2 separate regions of the Gossypium hirsutum genome follow, and region 2 is linked to region 1. A link is a contact called in public Hi-C data. All regions are on one chromosome and are shown on one strand. The core of a region is the stretch at or near the end of the contact, and the rest is flanking DNA. Distances in the headings are between cores, read along the strand shown.

The links. A called contact is a pair of places that touch in the nucleus more often than the background predicts.
Region 2: a contact with region 1 is called in a Hi-C map of anther, with 3 times the contacts expected there. The contact joins the promoter of LOC121218631 here to the enhancer-like site in region 1. A contact is called at or near these places in 8 of 34 Hi-C or Micro-C datasets (anther, callus, hypocotyl and 2 more).

What each region holds. Positions count from the first base shown.
Region 1 is chrD06:63,265,648-63,269,524 of Gossypium_hirsutum_v2.1, reverse strand. It overlaps LOC121218630 (acetyl-coenzyme A synthetase, chloroplastic/glyoxysomal), which reads left to right. Exons shown (of 18, transcript XM_041096148.1): 18 at 491-1,049. The coding sequence ends at 676. Among protein-coding and RNA genes, the nearest start is that of LOC121218630, 7.6 kb to the left of the region's middle. Within about 2 kb of position 1,799, at least 6 of the 9 cell types and tissues checked have an H3K27ac peak or open chromatin away from gene starts, as enhancers often do.
Region 2 is chrD06:63,309,632-63,313,621 of Gossypium_hirsutum_v2.1, reverse strand. It overlaps LOC121218631 (sodium/hydrogen exchanger 6), which reads right to left and starts at 1,261. Exons shown (of 22, transcript XM_041096152.1): 1 at 909-1,261; 2 at 777-828; 3 at 593-652; 4 at 432-456; 5 at 252-337; 6 at 52-163. The coding sequence starts at 1,077.

The sequences.
Region 1 (3,877 bases), core at 550-3,049:
AAGATCGAATTGAAATAGAGTAAACATTTATTGTTTAAAAAATATCATTTCCTGTTTAACAGAGTTAATATTTTGAAAGTTTTTATAGTTCTGTAAATGAAATCTAGAATTGAACTACAATTGAAAAAAATAAATTTCAAAATAATTTTTATATATTAAATGTTAACTTTGTTACAATTTGGACTTATTTAATTCTTTTTAATAGTATAAAGATTAAATTGATCTAGTCCCTATAATACAGCAACCTCCCAAGTACTTTAAACCCATATTAGTTCCTAGTCAGCCTTGCACTTTTTGAAGTGTGGTCCTTGAAAAGAAGACGTGGAATTTAGATGTTTGCTATGGTCTCTAATAGTTTTCAAAATTTGTTGCTTTGACCATTACCATTCAGTTGAATAAAAAATTTAAACTGTAGCCGTAGCTACCGGTGTCCTTACATCCCGATTAGTTAAACATTGGTTAGTTAAAGGTGCATGTGGGTGGCTTGCAGATAGGAGCATTCGCGGCACCTGACAAAATACATTGGGCACCTGCCCTCCCAAAAACAAGGAGTGGGAAGATAATGCGGAGGATTCTGAGGAAAATCGCGGCCAGACAGTTGGATGAACTCGGAGACACAAGCACACTGGCCGATCCAGGTGTAGTAGACCAGCTTATTAAACTTGCTGATACCTGAAACTGAAACAGAAAAACACACTAAAGTACCTAGTCAAAGAACCAACTCAATTGCACACTTGTTGCTGGATATCATTCCCATTTCGACAGTGAGTTCAGTATCTTTCTGGCTCTTTATTTTTATCTTGATGGCTTATATAGCTTCATCTAGTTTGATTTTTAAGTACTTAATTTGTCTCTTTTTTTTACCCATCTTTGGAGGTTGCTTCATCCATATTGATATTTTTATTTTCTAAACCCCCCCCTTCCCGGCCCCGGCCAACCTAATCTTTGTATGTATGTAAACTAATGTACATTTGTACTCTTTCAAAAATAATATAGTGATATGATAATAATAAATTAATAAATGAGGCTGAAATTTCCTGCCCTTTTCAGCTATTCGTCCCTATGGAGTATGGCCTGTATGCAATTGGCTTTGTGAACAGTTGCGGATCATTAATATTACATCTTAATTCATGAAGGGATCAACAAGCTTTTCATGTTTTTGTCATAAATGTAACTGACATGACGAATCTACCAGACAATCTTAATATAAAATCTTCTATTCTAGTTGCCAAAAATGCCTTCATCTTAGCTTTAGCAACAATTAAAGATTTAAGGTACCCACAAAAGTAGGAGAAATTTACTATGGGTAAGTGTTAATTTGATGATTTTTAATTTTTACATTTCAGTTTTAATCAAATGATAATAATTGAATTTATTAAGTTTAATTATTTTCTAAAAACAACAAATATATTATTATGTATAATGTTATGTCAACTTGTTATTTTCATATATTACTCCCAAAAAAGCTAGTCAATAGATTTAACTAGTCATATGCGTAAAGACAAATTTTAAAATTCGAAAAGTATCCAACATTAAAAATGATTTGATTGAATATGATTCCTTCAAATTCTACTGGGTATAAAGAGGAGCATTTATTTCATTTTATCCCCACCTTTGAGGAAGCAACTGTAATTGACGTGGCGGTAAAAGAAGGCGTACTGGATGCAACAAATCACACAGCAGTTATATTCAAAAAGAACACCCAACCGAAACCTTTAGGCGAAGAGGTTGGAGGCAATCCAAATATTTTCGAAAATCGTCTAAATATGAAGAACAATGGGGGGAGTGGAGTTAAAGCGCCTGGCCAGAAAGGAGGGTGGAAAATAAATAAAACCTTAAAGGGTCCAGGTAATAAATTCAAGACTTCTGAAAACTTGCGAGTTTCTTGCGCTGAATCTATGAAGATGGCAGTGGATCTTCTTACGTGAATTGGATGGATATGTCGATAATGATTTGTCGCTGGAAGAAGGAGAGCGGCTAGATAATTCTATCCATGATCGACGGTAAGATAAGTTTCTCCTTTCCTTCTTTTTTAATTTTTATTATGAATTTTTCTATTCTATCTTGGAATGTGCAAGGTACACAAATGTTAATTTTTCGAGAGTATTTTGAGAGCATGACAACCATTATAAGCTGGATATAGTCAATCTTCTTGAGCCTATGGTTAGTGGGTCTAAAGTCGATACTATTATTGCTAAGTTGGGTCTGGAGAAATCACATCGAGTGGAAGCGATTGGCTTCTCTGGTGGTATTTGGTTAGGCTGGAAAAATCTATTGATGTTGAGGTGTTGGGTAATCATCCTCAATTCATTCTGGTTCGCATTTACTCCATTCTCCACTCTCAACCGATTTTTATTGCCTTTGTGTATGGCAGTCTTGATAAGCAGAAAAGGAAAGTTTTGTGGAGGGATCTGAGCCTTTCTATTCCGGTGAGGCAATGGCCATGGTTGGCCATTGGCGATTTTAATGCCATTCTCTCTTCGGAAGATAAAAAAGATGGATATGTGAGAGGTCGAAAATACCCGTTTTTTGGTGAATTTAAGGATAAGGCTCAACTACATGATCTGGGATTTCAAGGTCCTTTTACTTGGCATTGCGGTAATATTTTTGAGAGACTTGATCAGGCTTTGGGTAATGAAGCTTGGATGAAGTCCTTTCCAAATTGCTTGGTAACTCGCCTCCCAAGAATTAAATCGGATCATAGGCTGCTTTTACTTAATTTACAGTCGATCTCTAATTTTTCTAAACATCGTCCCTTTCCATTTTTAGCTAGATGGTTGAAGCACCCGATTTTTCAGAATGTGTAAGGGACAATTGGAGATTTGATGGAGACATGACTAGAATGTTAGCTGATTTCATCGATAAGCTCAGGAATTGGAATAAGTGCGTTTATGGTCACATTAATCATCGTAAAAGGCGGCTAATCCACAAGCTCTCCAACATACAATGGGTCATGGACTCTAGCTCAACAGGAATTGGAGGTTCAGGAGGAGATTAATAATATCTTGCATCATGAGGAGGTGCTTTGGAAACAAAAATCGAGATGTGAGTAGTTAAAGTTAGGGGATCGCAACACCAAGTATTTCCACAGACGTACAATACAAAGAAGAAATTTCAATAGAATAGCTGCTTTGTATAACTCAATGGGGAGTGGGTTTTTGAATCCGAGGCCCTTAAAACTGGAGCGGTTAATTTCTTTCAAAGCCTCTATGGAGAGGTTCCATGTCCGTTGGGAAATATGCCTCCAAGAACTTTTTTGAGACTTGATCACGAAGATATCGTCTTTCTTGGGAGATCTGTCATAAATGAAGAAATAAAGACTGCCCTGTTCAATATGGCTCTACTGAAAGCATCTGGCAGTGATGGTTTCCACGCTTTGTTCTTTTAGAATCAGTGGGATAATTTAAGAGGAGTTATTTGCGAATGGGTTTAGAAGATTTTTGGAGGAGGGAATATAGACTCGGAATTTAATAATACCCTTATCATCTTAGTTCCAAAAGTTTCTAATCCTAAAAACCTTACGCAATTCAAACACATTAGCCTTTGTTCGGTGTTATATAAACTGGTTATGAAGGTCATTGCGAACAGGTTTAAGAGTACTTTTTCGAAGCTTATAATCCAAGAGCAAACTGGGTTCATAGCGGGGAGAAGTATTATCGATAACGTTGTCATTGCTCAGGAAGCCTACATTCCATGAGGTTCAAGAAGAATCTCCAATAGATGCAGGGGCGAAGCCAGAACAAATTTTTAGGGGGAGCCAGATGAAAATTTAATTTTTTATAGTCTATATCTTTATAATTTTAAAAGGATTAAATCGATTTTTATAATTTTAAATGAAATTTTACCTTTACTAATTTAAAATTTTTAAAAAAATTTA
Region 2 (3,990 bases), core at 12-2,511, 45 kb before region 1:
GTATAGTCTTAACCCACCTAAAATAGGTAGCCAAAATTGTAAAAAAAAAACCTGAAATATGGAAAGAACAGTAACAGGGTCGGTCGCTGATATAAGAGCACCAAACATTAGGCATTCAACAAAAGGGAGTTTGTACATGAGGTACATAAGACCACCAAGATACCTGTAACATGAGAATTAAAAAGTGGTGAGAAAAAGAGATCTCTTGCAGCACAAAAAGACAGATATTTCTGTACTAAAGAAATACTCACACTAAAACTCCAGTAACAACTGAAGCTATAAAAGTTCCAAAAATAGCAAATGTGACAATGGCTCCAAAGTTAGAGAAGAAGGGTTTCTGCTCAAAGGAGAGAAAAGGGGATGAGAATTACAGGAAAAAAAACAATATGCAAAAAACACTAAGTAATAGAAAGAGAGTTACTACTACTTACAGGTGATAGGCTAAACCCTGACTGAGTGCCGGAAAGGGTAAGTTAAGGAAAATAATTAGCTACAAAACCCAACTTGAGAGATAAGAGAATGTGCAGACAGAAATGTTAATATCAGGTAGGTAGGAAACAAATCTTCAATTATCTAAGAAATGCAAGGATATAAGATGATTGGAGGTAGCAGAAACAGGAAGAAGAACTCCTCGTGGAAATTGAACCACGCCCTGCCCAGGTTATTAACACCAAATGAAATCAGGGTTTCTCAATTTTATCACAGAAGATTGAAATTGAAAACTGAGAAGAAATACTAATCATAACAAGAAGAAGAAAAAAAAAGAAATGGAAAACCTGATGCTTCTTTCAGTGTCGGAGATGTTAGCAAGTCCACCAACAATCAAACCTGAAAAGAAACGCTATTATCTCGCTGACTAAGGAATCGAAAGACGATATACAAAGACAATCAGGAAGAAGTAGACTAACCAATAAGCAAAGAAGCGCTGGCCTCGGGAAGGTAGTAGAATTTGTGGCGGCGAAGAACATGGCCAACGACGAAAGAAAGAACAAGCATCATAATCTGAAGAAGAATCCCCACTCCGGCAGCCTGCTGCTCTTGCCCCGGGCTCCCTTTCTCCGCCGTTGAATTATCCATCCTCTCAATTTTGATAAACGAAGACGCTTCACGGGGATCAACGATCAAGGAACGCCTCCGACGACGGCCTCGAGGACGGCAATTTTCTTTTCCGATGTTACCTTTTTCGACGTCTTTTTCCTTAAATTTTTATTTGCCTTTTTTAACCCTAGTTGACAATAAATTTATTAAGACCAAATGTGATAGTCGAGGTTTTTTTTTATTTTAAATATATATTAAATAAACCATTGGATAAATTATGCTACAGGTCACTTAATTATGCTTAACTTTCTTTTTAATCACTTATCTAACAAATTAGGTAAAAACACCTCCCCGGCCCCTTTCAATTTTAATATTGAGCAATTGAGTCCCTCTCAAAAAAATCGGACCATCCTATCAATTTCGAAAGTGAGCAGTTAAGGAAATTTTATTACAACATTAATTGTATTCCATCAATTATATGCAATTTTGATTGGTATAATACTAAATTTTATTGTGTAAATGTTGCGGGATCAAATTGTTACGACTAAATTGATATAATGTGTAAATTTTGTGGGTTAAATTTGTTAAATTAAAACCAAGTTGACAGAATATGTAAATTTTGAGGGTTAAAATTATTATTAGACCAATTAAAAATATGTACAATTGAGGAAAAAAATTAACATTGTTATTAATAGTCCGTAGTTGCTCATAATCAAAATTGATAGAGATTAAATTGCTTTAATTTTTTGAGGGACCAATTTGTTTAATATTAAAATTAAGAGGGACAAGAAAGGCCTTCACTGAAAAATTACAAAATAGTGCCCAACCAGAGACGACGTAGTTCTAAATTTGGTATAATACCAAATTCAGCCCTAATATTTACATATTATTTCAATTTGCTCCTAATTCTTAAAAAATTTGTTAAATTCTCCCTTCTTCTTTTTTTCCCTTTCACTGCTATTCTTTTTTATATTTCTTCTTTCCTCCCTATCATTTTCTCTCTCTTTTTTTTCTTTTTTCTTTTTCTTTTTTCTTGCTCACCCAAACTTAATAATTGTCATCTTCACCTTCAACTTCACCTTCACCTTTACCTTTACCTCCACTGTGTTGATGTCTTCTTCGATGATCAATGGCGCCACTAATTTGAACTTTTTCCTTAAAAGGAAATCGATAAGATAAGATTAGATTCTTAATAGTTGATGCTTTTCATCAGAGGCATATTCGAAAAATTTGGACTGTGGGATCAATTTTTTTAAAATTAAAACGTTTATAAAAACTATATAAATTAATACATAATATTAATTCTTGATAAACCGATGTATGTGATTAAATATAAGACTATTACAAAGCTATTAAAACAATCACTAAAAGAAGAAAAAAAATTTTAACTATGGCATTATAAGTTTTGATCATATCTAATCTTTTTGGCACAATACTTAGAATAATTATTCATATCATCTCCCCAACCCATAAATAAGAGGATAATGCGTTTTAGCGCACTCAAACTCGCGTCCTCCTACATTGACAATAATGCCCATATCAATCGAGTTAAACGAAAATAAAATGATTAAGTATTTTTAAGGGTTTAGTGAGAGAAGAGTCATTTATTTTTAAATAAAATGATTATTTTTTCAAAAAATGACACTGCTTTTTGTTATAATAGTGGTTTTTATTTTATATATTTATTATTGGATTGATTTTTTTTCTTGATGAAGTTGTAAATATTAGTTGGATTTTAGGGGAATAAGTGATAAAAAATTGGTTTAATTTTAAGTTAATTTTTTAGAATAATGATTAATTTGATAAAATGTATAAATATTAAGGATTAAATTTATTATTGTGTTAATTTTAGATTTATCATGTTAGACTTTTCATCACAAAGTTAATCGCGGTTAAATAAAATTGGACAAAAAAAAAGATAATAAATGATAATTTTATAATTTTTCATAAATGAGTGATGAAAAATAAATTTAAATATATTTAAGTGACCTACAATGTAATTTATCCAAAATTATTTTTAAAAAATAGATCAAATTCCAATTTATTTACAACAAAATAGTTCAAACAAAGAGAGACATAAACTCAGGAAAGGGGAGAGAAAACGTGATCAAATTCACTAAAGTATTAGTATGTTTGCATTTTAGTCCCTTAATTTTAAAAAGTTACGAAATGGTCACTAAATTATTCGAAAGTTTTAATTTAGTTTACCAAACTGTTAAAATTGTTATTGTATGGGTTTTTCTATTCGAATTTACTACATCAATCAAAAGCCTTTATTCCTTTCTTTCTGTAGTTAAGCTTTCTCTCTCCAAAATAGTTTTGAACAGCACGAATTTTCGTACCAAAACACAAACAACTTTCTTCTCCAATCTTCAACACTAACAATCAAATTGACTTGGGTCTAAAATATGTTATTCTACTTATTGATGGATACTGATCTATCGTATTGATTGTCAAATCATTGCTTGAAACTCGCTCACCGAAATTAAAAAAAAAAAGCTTAATAATTAAATGACTTAAACAAAAACTTTTAAATAGTTCAACAACTTAAATTAAAACTTTTGAATGGTTTAAGGATTATTTTGTAACTTTTTAAAATTAAGTGACTAAAACATAAACTTAGTAGTAGTTTACTGGCATTGGATGTAATTTACCCTAAAAATTGATCTCAATAAGAAAAACAAAAAAAAATTATAATTCTTTCTTTTACTTTAATTAAAAAAATTAATTAAAGCCCATTCGAAGGAAAAATATCTTTAGAATTGTCATAAATTAAGTTCTTTGACGATCAATTTTAACCGTTAAAGTGTAGCAAATTTTTTTTTTGTCACTTGTCATGCCATACTTATGCCATGTGTGAAAGTTATATATTCTCTTTTAAAATATTAAAAAAATAAAAAATATATAAAAAGAAAAAAGGGTATATTGCCTTAATACTCACTAAACTTTTAG